Regions from separate parts of the Mus musculus genome. Here regions 1, 2 and 4 are each linked to region 3. Evidence: chromatin contacts called from public Hi-C and promoter capture Hi-C data. All regions are on one chromosome and are shown on one strand. The core of a region is the stretch at or near the end of the contact, and the rest is flanking DNA. Distances in the headings are between cores, read along the strand shown.

The links. Promoter capture Hi-C pulls out the DNA fragments that hold promoters and counts their contacts. Hi-C and Micro-C count contacts between places; a contact is called where the count stands out from the background.
Region 1: a promoter capture Hi-C map of liver shows a contact between it and region 3, with 2.1 times the contacts expected there. The contact joins the enhancer-like site here to the promoter of Ftcd in region 3. A contact is called at or near these places in 8 of 39 promoter capture datasets (the HPC-7 cell line, embryonic stem cells, hematopoietic stem and progenitor cells and 3 more).
Region 2: a contact with region 3 is called in a Hi-C map of liver, with 4 times the contacts expected there. The contact joins the promoter of Gstt3 here to the promoter of Ftcd in region 3. A contact is called at or near these places in 2 of 39 promoter capture datasets (both in liver) and 1 of 484 Hi-C or Micro-C datasets (liver).
Region 4: a contact with region 3 is called in a promoter capture Hi-C map of liver, with 4 times the contacts expected there. The contact joins the promoter of Gstt1 here to the promoter of Ftcd in region 3.

What each region holds. Positions count from the first base shown.
Region 1 is chr10:77,439,440-77,442,738 of GRCm38.p6, forward strand. No RefSeq gene overlaps it. Among named protein-coding and RNA genes, the nearest start is that of Gm51791, 8.8 kb to the left of the region's middle. Within about 2 kb of position 1,867, at least 43 of the 459 cell types and tissues checked have an H3K27ac peak or open chromatin away from gene starts, as enhancers often do. A contact at or near this core is called in liver, where this site is marked.
Region 2 is chr10:75,779,899-75,783,524 of GRCm38.p6, forward strand. It overlaps Gstt3 (glutathione S-transferase, theta 3), which reads right to left and starts at 1,516. Exons shown (of 5, transcript NM_133994.3): 1 at 949-1,516. The coding sequence starts at 1,060.
Region 3 is chr10:76,573,736-76,577,095 of GRCm38.p6, forward strand. It overlaps Ftcd (formiminotransferase cyclodeaminase), which reads left to right and starts at 1,913. Exons shown (of 14, transcript NM_080845.2): 1 at 1,913-2,024; 2 at 2,766-2,949. The coding sequence starts at 1,971.
Region 4 is chr10:75,796,946-75,800,387 of GRCm38.p6, forward strand. It overlaps Gstt1 (glutathione S-transferase, theta 1), which reads right to left and starts at 1,639. Exons shown (of 5, transcript NM_008185.3): 1 at 1,440-1,639; 2 at 98-185. The coding sequence starts at 1,551.

The DNA.
Region 1 (3,299 bases), core at 617-3,116, 870 kb after region 3:
AACACTAACTCTTGATTATATGCAATTAATCAGCCGCATGGCTCCTTAGAGCTCAGGTTACATCCCACTTAATGACACTTGGGTCCCACTCACTCTGCCAGAGGTTGCAGTAAGAACTTCATGTGGCTTCATGCACTAACCACTCAAAATTGCCCTCAGAAGTCAGCAGTATGGAGGTCATTCTTACCAGTGAGAAGGTTTACAGATGAAGAAGGTGTTGTAGCTATGGATGGTTGGGCCAAGGCCAGCCTCACACTTGTGGTACTAACAGGCACACACAAACCACACCTAGGCTATTCTTCACACAGCAAAGCATGTCTGCTCTCCCTGAAGCCTGACTTGAGAAAGTCATTTGCATGCACCCCCACCTGCTATGAGGGTCCCCTCCCACCAGGAAGGAACCCTGCCTTTTACAGAACAGCATAAGAAAGCTAACACAGAGGTGTGAGCATGCAGGGATGTGACACCCTGACCATAAGCACCGGGGACAAAGACACAGGTCACAATGGAAGGAAAGGCACAAATGAACAAGATGGAATAACAAGCAGAGGGGCATGCACAAGTGCACACACACATGTGCATGTGTGATAGAGAACAGTGTATGTATGTATGTGTATATGCATGTGTGGTAAGGAACTGTGTGTGTGTGCATGAACATGTATGTATGCGTGAGTGGTGGGGAACTGTATGTGTTCATGTGTGTGTACGTGTGTGTGTGTGTGTGAATATTTGCAGCAGGTGTGAGAAATAAAGGGTAGAGATGTGGGAAACAAAGGGTTAATGTCTTGACTAGCTTTGAGAGCAATCAAGTCAGCAATACTGCAAATAAATATATTATAATACAAAAACAGAGAAACAAAAACTAGAAAGACCATCATTCCAGTGGGGAGTGGAGGACATGGGTCTTGTCCTTTGTTCCCGCAGCTTAGGAAGTACCCTGAGACTGTAACCCGAGATGCACACCTCCCCCCAAAAAATACATTGGCAATGCTGTTTTCATGACCCAAGTCTGAAGACCTAAGTTGTCAGCAACAAAGTATTACTTAAGGACAGCCACGTGCTCTGGCCAGGGTGCTCTGTGCAACTCAGGGAAAGACTCCAGGAAACCGACACTTAGCAGAAACCTGCTAACAGCATAGCAGTTGTGTGCAGTGGGAAGTGCCATCCATGAGGCGAGGTTGTACCCAGGGTCCAGGGCGCCAGCTTGGGGCCCCTTATGAGCACAGATCTATGAACAGTTACTTGTGCAGTAGGGTAGAGTCACTTTCGTTTTGCTCATTAATTTTATTTTCCCATAGTAAGTATGTAAAGCATATGCCAAAAGGGATTTTTAAAAAATTTCTGCAATATGAGCAGAATTCTATCCCACATCTTTGCTCAGCCACTAGGACAGCTAACCCCCAGAGTCTTGCCTCATGGCTGCTCCTGACTCTGTTGCAGTGCGGGAGGGGGTACGGAGGAGTTTACTCTCAACTCTGGGCTCTTTGCTGAACACATCTGACTGAGTCTGAGCTTAACCTCTCTGAGCACTTGCCATGTATTTTGACATCCCAGGACAGAATGTTCTGTAACCACGGTGGCAGGTCTGGCACAGGCACTCCAGTCTCGATCCCAGGATGGACAAAAAAACATAGTATATCTGAGAAGCGCTTGACCAGAGCCGCGTGCATCAATGGCTGCTGGGAAAGCAGCCGTAATGACAGGGTGTTTGGAACAAATACCACGCCAAAGCCCAGTGTCCGGGAATAACACTTCTCTAGCCGCTCTGGCCACAAAACTGAAGCGGCGCTCACTCTGCACTGTTTAAGGACAGAGGCTGAGAAGGGCAATCCCAGTTTGCTGGGTGTGTTAGGGGAGGGTGTTAAAACAAATACACACAAAAATGCACCATGGCTGGAGCCCAGAGGACTATGCTCACTGCAGAGTCGAATCAATGCACAGGGGAGGGAGGCAAGAACCCAGGCACTTGAGGCTTAGTTGGTTTTGCCCACTAATGGCTAGGGCTTCCAGCTGTTGCAAGCCTGCTACCAGGGGGCGGAGCAGGATGCTGTGAGCCCTTCTGGAGTCAACTGCTCTCCTACTCAAGGTCTGCTGGCTGATCGCTGGACACAGCCCACAGCTGGCTCAAGAACAACAAGCCTCCCTGACCTCGGGACATCAGCAAGCCTTAACAGTGCTCCAGAGACTCAGCACCTGAGGCGCCTCAGTAGCTTCCAGGACAGAGTGTCTCTCTTTGAACTTGGCAAAGCCACAAGAGCTAAGTTCACCCAGTGGCTCCCAAAGCTTCACACTGCCACACACGTGTATATGAGGTATTTCCGGATCCATAACCTGACCTTTATCAGCCGTTTTGCTTTTCCATGAGCATGTATAGGTTGTTGTTGTTGTTGTTGTTTTTAGCAATAGAGAAACTTGAAAGAAAATAAGGAAATTAAACCTCTGAGTCTCCAAAGTGAAGCCAGACACCCCACCCACTAAAGGTCAACCAGAGAATGTGTTAGCAGGTGTCAATGACAACTGGAGTTCGTGCCAGCCTTCAACACCCCTCAGCTGAGGGAGCCCAGTCAGCCGGCTAGTCAAAAACAGATTTGCAGCTCAAGGTTCTGCCTAGCTCATGATCCTTCTCTAAAACAACTGCCCCTCAACCCCTCTATTCAGATGCTCTGAGCTTGCCTGCCCTCTTCCTGACTGAAAACCAAAGTCTGATCCCACCAAAGTCCAACTCGGGAGCCCATGAGTTTATTGGACTTGGTTACAAAGCAAGGGTAAGGGGTTACTTACAGGAGCATGGGTGACCCCCCAAAAGGGCTGTACCCCCAGAAAGTCTCTCCCAGCATGGAAGACTTCCCCACAGCTGTAGAGGTGAAGTCCGTTGTTAAACCCCACTCCCTCCCAGTTAACCTTCTCCAACCTTATGTACTTCAGTTCCTCCTGGAGGCCCCATGCAGTTCAGGCAGAACTGTACACAAGACTCAGGCCAGCTGGAAGCTCAGCTGAGAGTCCAATGGACCACACTCCCTGCCACCTCCTCTGAGGGAATGTAATAGTTAACAGATGCTTGGAATGGTTGTGTGCACACAGACACAGCCGATTGGTTGGTGAGGGGGCTGTCTTGCCCACAGGGAGGCGCTCTACCATGGTGTTGGAGCAGCCAACACCATCAGCGCTGCCCTGATCCAGGGTGCCTACCATTTTGCCATTCTGTTTCTCAGCTAAACACCATTTCTTTGACCCCTGCATAATTTATTCTGGTTTTAAAAATCACTCATTGGATGTAGGCGTGAGTCCTTCTCAACCAC
Region 2 (3,626 bases), core at 266-2,765, 790 kb before region 3:
TCCTTTCACTCAACCCTCAAGCTGATTGGCAACTTTTATAGAGTTAACATCTAGAAGCAGGTGTGTTTGTGTGTGATCTGGGGGAGGAGGGGAGGAGAGGGGGGGTGAAGCGGGTCTGGCAAGCCTGTAATTCAGCTTCTTGGGAAACTCAACCAGTTCAATGTTTCACTGGGCTAACTGAGAGCGCAACACCGGGACTCACTTGCACCCCTCGCCTGACTGCCAACGGCTGCATAAGTTCAGCAGGCTGCAGACTTCCGGGCCAGCCAGCAAAGCCCACCTTTAAGCACCTGCATGGTATGAAGTTGTAAGAGGATGCTGTTGTTCTTACTGCGACTCTTTCTCAAAATGACAAGTAGAAAGAGCTTTGGGAGCATGGCTCGGTGGTGGCATATATAATAGATATCCTGGTTCGGTCCCCAGTAAAATACACACACACACACACACACACACACACACACACACACACACACAACTAATGGCACGCAAGCCTGGACACTGGAGGGGACTTGCTCTGGTGGACAGGAAACACACAAGAGTCTTGAGTGAAAGATCACCCACCCAAGCAAAACAACCCTTTTCTAGCCCAGCATGCAGAAATGCAAGACGAGGTTCCCTCATTTAGGAAAGGAGTTAGTTCAACTTTTTTTTTTCTCTCCAAAGTCTTTAAGAAGGATCACCATTCTTAAATCTCCAAAGGTGAGATTTTCAAGCCCAGCTCCCCTCCTCTCGCCGTAGCTTCCAGGGCGCCTTTGCATCCGGTATTGGGACTGATGTTATTCACTAGGAAAAGGTCCTTTAAAAATTCACAGCTGATAACTGATACAACTGCTTTCTCACGGGAGCGGCTTTTGCACACCTGGCCTGGCCAGTCACCCACCCGCTGCAGAGGTGGGAGGTGCTCCGTACAGAAGGCTGCACACTTCCCAGCCTGCCAACTGAGCCCACCTTTAAGCAGCTCTATGGTACGCAGCTGGAAGGGGATGCCGTTCTTCTTGGCGAAGATGTAGACAGCACGGCAGGGTTGGGACATCAGGTCCAGGTAGAGCTCCAGACCCATGGCGGAGGCTGTGGGAGTAGCCGCTGGCAGACCTCGGGAACTAGCCTCGGGTGAACTGCCTCTGGGGACAGAAGCCGGAGCAGCCGCAACGGCGAGCAGGAACGGCTGGGTCCCAGCTCCTCAAGTGCCTCTTAGCCTCGATCGGAGCTCGATCCCAATCTTCCTTCCCATTGGATGACCACAAGAACTTTGGGCCAATCAGTGCCGGACTGCAAGTTAACCCCCGAAACAGATGAACCTGAACTATGAGCCCGAGTCTTGGTTTGGAGCCAAACTGGCCCCTGTACCTCCGTGCTTCAGCCAAATGAGGAACGGAACCCAGTAAAGGAAAAACTGACACAACCGGCGTCTCTATTGGTGAATTTAGGGGCAGATTAGCCGTGCTAACTGCCCTCAAATTCACTTTCTTTCCCTCCACTCACAAAAAAGGTTGAGGGAGGAGTGGCTTCGGAGATCCTTGACACAGAAAGGAAGAAGGAAGTGAGACTACCAATCCCATCCAGTTCCTTGGGCCCAGGACTCAGGTTGGTTGTAATGAGTGGCCAAGTATGTAAATGCTAGGTCCACACCCCGTGAGGGAAATGATCAGGCCTCCTTATTCTTATTTATTTCACCCCAGCTAATCCCTCTAGCAGGAGGGAGGATTGAAGACATGCCTAGGATTGGATAAAACTTCTCCGCCTAATGCAAAAAAAAAAAAAAAAAAAGAAAAAGAAAAAGAAAAAAAAGAAAAGGAATCTTCAGTGGCAGCCAGGGGCACCTAAGTCCTATATGACATCATCATTTCCCCAAATCTCCAAATGATGGGGGAAAACCAACTAACCACCACCACCACCAACAACAACAACAACTACAACAACAACAACTACTACTACTACAAGGGCTGGAGAGATGGCTCAGCAGTTAAGAGCATTGACTGCTCCTCCAGAGGTCCTGAACCATCTGTAATGGGATCTGACATCCTCTGCCAGTGTGTCTGAAGAGAGTGACAATGTATTCATAGACATAAACAAATAATTCTTTAAAAAAAAAAGTGTCTTGGCACCACAGATTATTGGGAAACTTGAGAATGGCTTTGTCTTCCTGGTTCCAGACATTTTTTTTTTAATTCTTTAATTCCTTTTTACAGTTCAGTCTTCATCCCCCTCCAGGTCACTACCACCACCCCCATCTCCTGTCTCCTCTACCCCTCCTCTCCAAGAGGATGTCCCCACCCCACCCCCACCTCACCAGACCTCCTCACTCCCTGGGGCCTCAAGTCTCTCACTGAGGCCAGACCAGGCATTCCTCTGTTGTATATGTGTCAGGGGCCTCGAACCAGCTAGTGTATGCTGCCTGGTTGGTGGCTCAGTGTCTGAGAGATCTCAGAGGTCCAGGTCAGTTGAGACTGCCAGTCTTCCCATGGGGCTGCCCCTCCTCCTTAGCTTCTTCCAGCTTTTCCCCAATTCACAGGGGGGCCGAAGCTTCTGTCCATTGGTTGGGTGCTTGTGTCTGCATCTGACTTTCAGCTGCTTGTCGGGCCTCTCAGAGGGCAGTCATGCTAGGCTCCTGTCTGTAAGCACACCATAGCATCAGTAATAATGTCAGGCCCTGGGGCCTCTCCTTGAGCTGGATCCCAAGTTGGGCCTGTCACTGGACACCCTTTCTCTCAGGCTCTTCTCCATTTTTGTCCCTGCAGTTCCTTCAGACTGCAAGAATTCTGAGTCAGAACTTTTGACTGGGATGGGAATCCCATCCCTCCACTTAATGTCCTGTCCTGACTACAAGCTTCCCTCCCCACTGTAGAGCCCTTCATCCAAAGTCTCTCCCTTTTGAGTCCTGAGAGTCTCTCACCTCCCAGGTCCCCAGTTCATTCTAGAGTGTTCCCCCCACTTCCTACCTCCCGACCAGACGTTCTCTCTAAGGAATACCTATCCCCCTCGTTTAGTGTCTGTTTGCCATAGTGGAAGCTGACCTCTCTAAACTGGAAGGGAGAGGCCCCTTCATTTCCCCACCTCTTCCCTTTGGTGTGTAACGGGTCTCCACAAGTCACCTTTGTTTACCTCTCCCCGTCCCCACTCCCAACTACAGCAACATCCAATCTTTCAGCTTCCTTCCTGGCTGCCTTCCAGTCCACTCCCTCACCCCCAACTAGAATACTATCCCAGAACACAACTGAGCCCTTCATTCCTTTTTTTTTTTTTTTTTTTTTTTTTTTTTTTTGTAACTCCCTGAGACAGGGTTTCTCTGTAGACCAGACTGGCCTTGAACTCAGAAATCTGCTTGCCTCTGCCTCCCAAGTGCTGGGACTAAAGACATGCGCCACCACTGCCTGGCAAGCCCTTCATTCCTAGTCACAGTTTGTACCCAAGAGTTTTGAGCATGACCTCTGACCAGGTATTTCCTCCTCTTGACCAATTCTGTAGGTCAGGAAGGTTTGATGATCCTATGAAGGGACAATGTTCAAGAGGCTGGTCCGGCCAAATAATGCATTCCCATGCCTGCAGCTGAGGCATCTGCGATTTCATTCTCCCAGGTCCAGAAGTTTGGAAGGCGGCTGTGATTTGGCTTGCTGTCTGTCTTTGTC
Region 3 (3,360 bases), core at 663-3,162:
TAGTTTTTATTATTGCCTTGGCATAACCTAAAGTCCCCTTGGAAAAGAGAACCTCAATTGAGTGATTGTCCAGATCAGATTGGTTTGTGGCCATGTCTGTGGGGAATTGTCTTAAGTTTGTTTTTTTAGATTTATGTGTGTGCCTATTTTGCCTGTATGTACGTATGTGGGCCATATGCATGCCTGCACCCACAGAGGCCAGGAAAGGGTGTCAGATCCTCTGGAACTAGAGTTACAGATGGTTGTAAGCTGCCGTGTGGGTGTTGAGAATTGAACCCTCTTAACTATTTGAGCCATTTCTCCAGCGCCAGGAATTGGCTTGATTTTATTGATTGCTGTAGGAGGGCTCAGTCTATTACAGATAGAACTATTCCCAATGGATTGGGATCTACAAGTATAAGATCAAATAAACCCTTTCCTTCCCCAGGTTGCTTTTGGTAAGAGCTTTTTATCATAACAACAGAACAGCAAGGACGCATACACATCATAGGTTTGTCCACATCAGCATCCATCTTTCCTACATTATGGTTGATGCACACATTAACATCCATCCACTTGCAAATGCCAGCATCCATACACATGCCATCAGCCCCACAGTGCATATAGTCTAACATCTACTTATATATGTGTGGGGTGGTGGGCTATGCACAGATAACCTGGTCCCCAGTTGAGCATAGGTCTGGAACCCCGGAGCCCCAGAGGGCGGAGATTTCCACCTGCATGGGATGGCAGGAGTTCGGCCATGCCTCCTGGGCACCTGGCTCCTGTCATGTAGCTACAGCCTCCCACAGCCCCCTGCAGAGAGGTATGGGCATCCATCAAGTAGTAGCTGCACCAAGCCCTCCCACATGCAAATAAGGTTTCCCCAAACTCTCAGTCCAAGCCAATGAGAAGTACCTGCTGTCAAAACCCCAAATCATCCCCAAAACTGTATATAAGTCCGTTCCAGGGAATAAAGATGTGCGAGAACTACTCCGCCACCCGAGCCTTTGTCCTAAGAGCTGTAACACTTGGCGAGAGATCTGTTCTCCTGAAGAGCCACCTGAGGCCCTGCCACACTCCTCACTGGCTAGTCAGCTTCTTGTCTGCCCAGCCCGACCCGACTTAGTGCAGGGCGGCATGGAATTACAGCATGGCAGAGACGGAGGTGGAGCTGATTGACCGACAGTGCAGCAGAAGCGGGCAAGTGACTTCCCCTCCCTGCCTGCATTCGCTTCCCTTCGCAGGAAACCTCGCACCAGGCCTGGCCAGAGATCTCCGTGGAAAACCTCAGGCCCACATATATACACATTAGCACCCTCATGTGTATTCACACCAACCCCTACATATTCCCATATGCCCTTGTATACACTCACGTACACATACACACACTCACCTACTCAGTTCACCCATATGTACATCTAACCCATGAACTGTACACACAAACACTCATACATAAATCCCCATGGTCAAACACATTCTTGCTCCCACCCCATGCTCTCTCCTGCCTCTCTGAGCTAAGCCGACTTCTGGGGAGGACCAGGCTTTATGCTGGGCTTCACACATGGCTTCTCCTCCCCCACCTCCCTGAGGACCAGGCCCGACATGAAGAGTTACTAAGCCAGAAGTCCCATGGGGCCTCTTCCAGAAAGGCCACACTCTGAGGGCAATACAGGGTCACCTGGATGGTCAAGAGGCAACCCTGGCCCAAGCTGGGCCTTGAGCTCAAGTTGGCTTGATGCCCTAGCCTGAACTTTGTCCCTCTAGGCCTCCTGGGGTCCTCGGCCTGTGCCCCTCTGACGCTGTTCATGTGCTTTTTGTCAAGCTCATCCCAGAGAGCACCCCTGCATTCTTCAGCTCCCATCGCACTGTCCCTGGTTAATAAGAAACTAACTGTGGGGAGGTATAAAGGCCCCAGGGCCATCAGAGAGTTGTCACTCTGTGTCCCTCTACAGCCTCTTGAGAGGAACCTCTGGACTCAGGTGCTGGCCATGTCTCAGTTGGTGGAATGTGTCCCCAACTTCTCAGAGGGGAACAACCAGGAGGTGAGGTTCCTTCCAGGGCTGTGTGGGTGCTCTGGTCCCAGGAAGGGAGTGAGTTTGGTGTGGGAGAAGATTGCCTTCCCAGAACAGGCAGGGCCACAGCCCTGTTGGATCCCTCTCAGGAACCATTTCTGTCAGCTCTGGAACACTCTGGAGGAATGGCAGGGGGCCTGGGGATTTTGGAGTGCTCCTGGTAGGGGCCTAGTGAATCCTTTGACTGCAGTGTTCCTACCTGAAAACGAAGTACCCTGAATAGAGAGATGCAGAGGGCAGAGGTCACAGGAAAGGTCACCCCCCACATATATATTAACTCCTTCCTCACCCCTGAAGCCTTGAGAGGCAGGCACTATTATCAACCCCCTTACATGATGGAAAAACTGAGGCACAGAGCAGTCCTCATGATAGGGTTTGGGCTCTGGGCCCCAGTTTTGACCTCTCATATTAGCAGACTGTCCCTACCCTGGCTGTCCCCACCAGAAGGATGTGACTCCGTCCACCTTCTCTGAGTATCTGGGTGTTGGCAAAAGGCCCATTATTTATTTTTTTGGGCCAACCTCAACCTGGGGTGATCATGGCCACTCCCATGGGGGGCCTTCCTTGTTGTGCCATGTGGGTTCTTGGACTGAATGAAGGTCAGCTCTTTGGGGGAACTGGCCAAACTACCTGCTTGAGATCACACGCGGGTGTGGGTTTACAGCCTTTCCAAGTGGGGACTGAGGCACGGTGTCGGGCCTCTCTCTCCAGGTGATTGATGCCATCTCTCGAGCCATCTCCCAGACCCCAGGCTGTGTGCTGTTGGACGTCGATGCCGGACCCTCCACCAACCGCACTGTCTACACTTTCGTGGGGCAGCCAGAGTGTGTCGTAGAGGGGGCCCTCCATGCTGCGCGTACGGCCTCACAGCTCATCGACATGAGCAAGCACAAGGGTGAGGCAGCTCAGGCTGAGCCCGGGCTCTTGTGGTTCAGCTTCCAGGCTGAGCTGGTGACAAGGCGTTCTGGTTGAGGGGCAGGCCCAGGGCATGCATGGCCATGCGGTGTAAGTCAAGCGTGGCCTTGGTATCTATTCCCAGGAACAGGTTGGGGGGAAGGCAGGGAGACAGCCTTAGGACATAGGCTATGGAGATCAGCTGCCCTCTAGAGTGGCTACCTCTCTTTTTGGATCCAGTGGTTCTATGATCATCTACAGGGGCTCCTCATCCCAAGGTCTTGACTAGACTAAGGCCTGGGGGAGCCAGAAGAGGACAAAGAGCTGGGAAGCAAATGTGTCAACTGCCTCTAAAGCAAACACAGTGGCGGGGGTGGGGTGGGGGTGGGGTGGGGAGTGGGTAGAGCCAAAG
Region 4 (3,442 bases), core at 389-2,888, 780 kb before region 3:
CCCCCTCCTCCCAGTGCCAGCTTCCTAGTTTATAACACAGTGGGTTAGAACAGGCTGGTTTCCAGTAAAACTTAGCAATAGCCCCAGGCTTGCTTACCTCTCACACAGGGTGAAGCCACCATCCATCATGGCTGGTACCCTCTTCATGGGGTTCACCCGGGCAAACGCATCGCTGAGGTGCTCACCTGCAGATAGTCCAGCATGAGGGAGGAGAACACTGGGGGTCTCTGATAGCCTGGGCCAAGGTCCCAGGAGGCTGAACACTAAATTCATGGTTCTTCTTGGGACTGGGCTATTCCCTAAATGGGGTGCGCAGGCAGGGCTCCTGTGAGAGAAGAGGGGGTGGCCCCTTGCCCTTGATACAAAATAGGTATCATACGCTTGACAGGTCCTTGTGGGACTTGCCCGCTAGCAGCCCTTTCTGGTCTGGATTGGTTTTCTTCCTGTTGATGCACTCCAGGTAAGTTTCTAAGTTTGCCTCCTTGCGCTCAGCCCCACAGTCCTCAGTGGCTCCCATTGCCCCGGATCAAGTGGGGGATTCTCACTCTCCCTTCGTTTCCTAGTGGAACCTGTCTCCCTCGACAGGCTTATTTTTAACAGCCTACTTGAACATCTTTTTATCAGTTCCCCCCCCCCCCCGTCCTCACCCCACCCCCACCGGGCCACCCCCTCCCCCACCGGCCTACACCATACTCTGCAAGGGCAGAACCTGTGGGGGGTTAAGTACACTGTACCTAGAGGTGACAGTGAAGAGAGACGTGAGGTTTCAGACAGAGCGGGACAAGCAGTGAGACAGTATGGAGACGGCCACAGCCCATTATGCAACACTTTCATTTTGCTACAACCCTGTCTTGCCAGAGCGCAGGGCTCTCTCAGCGGCCAGCAGGGAGGAGGCTCCAAGTTCCTGGCATACCCCCATGCAGCAGCCTCTCTCTCTTCGCAGCACAAAGAGAGGCAGAGAGAAAGGGAAAACAGAAAGTCAAGAAAAGGAACGACAAAAAGGAATTCCAATAGACCAGGTTGGCGGAGAGAGCCTGTTGCAAAGGCAAGGTACTTGCAGGGATGGCTCTGTGTAGTACTGCCCATCTCAGCACTGGGGGAAACGATCCGAGGAGTGACTGCCCAGATCTCCACATTTGTTCTCCTAGCTATGCCCTACACCCACTACTCTTCTGGAGGTCCCTGTAGCTAGGTCCAAACTGCTTGCCCGTTTCTGTTGCTAGGTCTGCACACTATTCAGTTTCAGCAGGTCCTGGCCGGCGTCTATTCCACAAACAGCAGAGTTGGCGGGAGTCCTGAACCCTGGTTCTCTCTGGTGTCTTTCTATTGTGGTCTCTAAACCAGAAAAAGCCTGGGAAGGGGAGAGTACAGAGAGAGATCCCCTAAGTCCGTCTTGCCTCCCCTGTTTCTCAGATCCCCAAAGCCGTAGCCCTGCCCACCCTTGCGCAGCTCCACCGTGTGCATCTGGAACGGGATATTGTTCTTCTTGGCGAAGATATAAATGGCGCGACAGGGCTGCGACAGCAGATCCAGGTACAGCTCCAGAACCATGGCATAGGCGGCGGGAACCACTTCTGTAACTGGCCAGACTATCAAAAAGTCCAGGCTGGCTAGTAGGGATCCCTATCAAGCCAAGTGTGGCCACGCCCCCACTGGGCGGATACCGCAGCCTGGCCCTTCTTTCTAAAGGGGGAGCTAGCTTGTGTTCCAAGAGCCCTGCAACTGGAATCTAGCACGGAATGAGCCAGAGGACACAACTGGTCTCCTCTGAGTGGGCAGAGGAGGTGTTAGAGGGCCTGGCTGCTAGTCCTCTTGTGGCCGGTTTAGTTGAAAGCAGAATGTCTTCAAAGGTATACCCACCCTATCTAGTGTGTTGTTAGAATTCCCAATCGTCCCCACTTCCCAGATGGGAAAACTAAGGTATTCCTCCGGGACCTACAAGCCAAAGATATGGACCAGCACCACCAGCAAGAAGCAAAGGATGCTGTGGGCCTTTGATGTCACTCGCATCTCAGCTCTGTCATTTGACAAGGTTGGCCTTCCTGTACCTGAGAGCATTAGCTTCTCCATCCTCTGACATTTTAGCTCCCTTTGGACTGTGATAGAGAAGTACCTTAGATGTAATTTTTGAACAGAAATGTACCATTAGTCCCAGGCCAAGGTTCCCGCAGTTTCCATATCTGATGAAGGTTATAAGGTTGTAAGGTGGGAAGTTCCTTGCTGTTTATACACATAGTGAAAGAAACGTGTAGATCCCTTTCATGAAAGGTTGAGTCCAGCCGGAAGTGGTGGCCCACGCCTTTAATCCCAGCACTTGGGAGGCAGAGGCAAGCAGATTTCTGAGTTCGAGGCCAGCCTGGTCTACAAAGTGAGCTCCAGAACAGCCAGGGCTACACAGAGAAACCCTGTCTCGAAAAAACAAAAAATAAATAAATAATAAATAAAAAATTGTCCTTATGATTCTGACAACTTTGTCCCTGAGCTTAATATTGAAACTGAGGGCCCCAAGACTGAGTGCCGATTTTTCCAGATATCATATGCCTCTTCATGGAGTCTGCCACGATTCCTGTTGGAGAAGCCTGTTATTAAGGTCCTCCATGTCCCCGGATAGCTCTCCAAGCTTGGTGCAAAATGGAGGACTCCGTTTCTCAGTGGGGTTTCCCTTTCTTTCTATGGCCTTGGTTGGGAGTATCTGAGCACAGATGCCCTACCTTGTTTGGAGGATGACCCTGTGCAGAGCTCTCTGCGAGGGCTATGTGACTCAGCACACAAGTCCCGCTCTGCTTCCTGCCCATATGATAATTAGGTGCTGTGCTCTGACCAATTAGCCCTCTCTACCTATACTCATAAGATCCCTTATGTACCCTACCCCTGAAACAACAGAGTTGTCTGGAGGTTGCTGACTCCTGGAAGTTCTTTTGTCATAATCACAGCTTGATAAATCCGTTTCCTCAGCCCTGATAGGCAGTCTATTTTGGTTGAATGAGGCTTGCTCTGGTGACCCAGTAGAAAACTCTACAAGGGATGGAACACCAAGCCGTGTTCCCAGAGACAGGTGCCTCAAACCACAGAATCCCCAACTCCATAATTCTGTGGCTATAAGTCGCACAGACAATGTCCCAAGCTTCAGGCATTCTGGCTAGACTCCACCCTCACGGTTACCTGATTATAGCCAGGTATGCTCCTCCCCATAGTTACCTGATAGCCCAGCCCACTATAAAAGGAGCTGCTTGGCCCCTGCTCACTCTCTTTAAGCTCTCACCTTTCTTACTCTCTAGCCCTCCTTCTCTCTTTCCCTTTCCCCCTCTCTCCACATGGCCATGGCTGGCCTCTCTCTCTTTCTACCTTCTCTCTCCCTGCCTTTCTACAATAAAGCTCTAAAACCACAGACTGCCTCTGTTCATCAAGGCCACCATGCTTAAATGATGGGATAGGTTTTCCC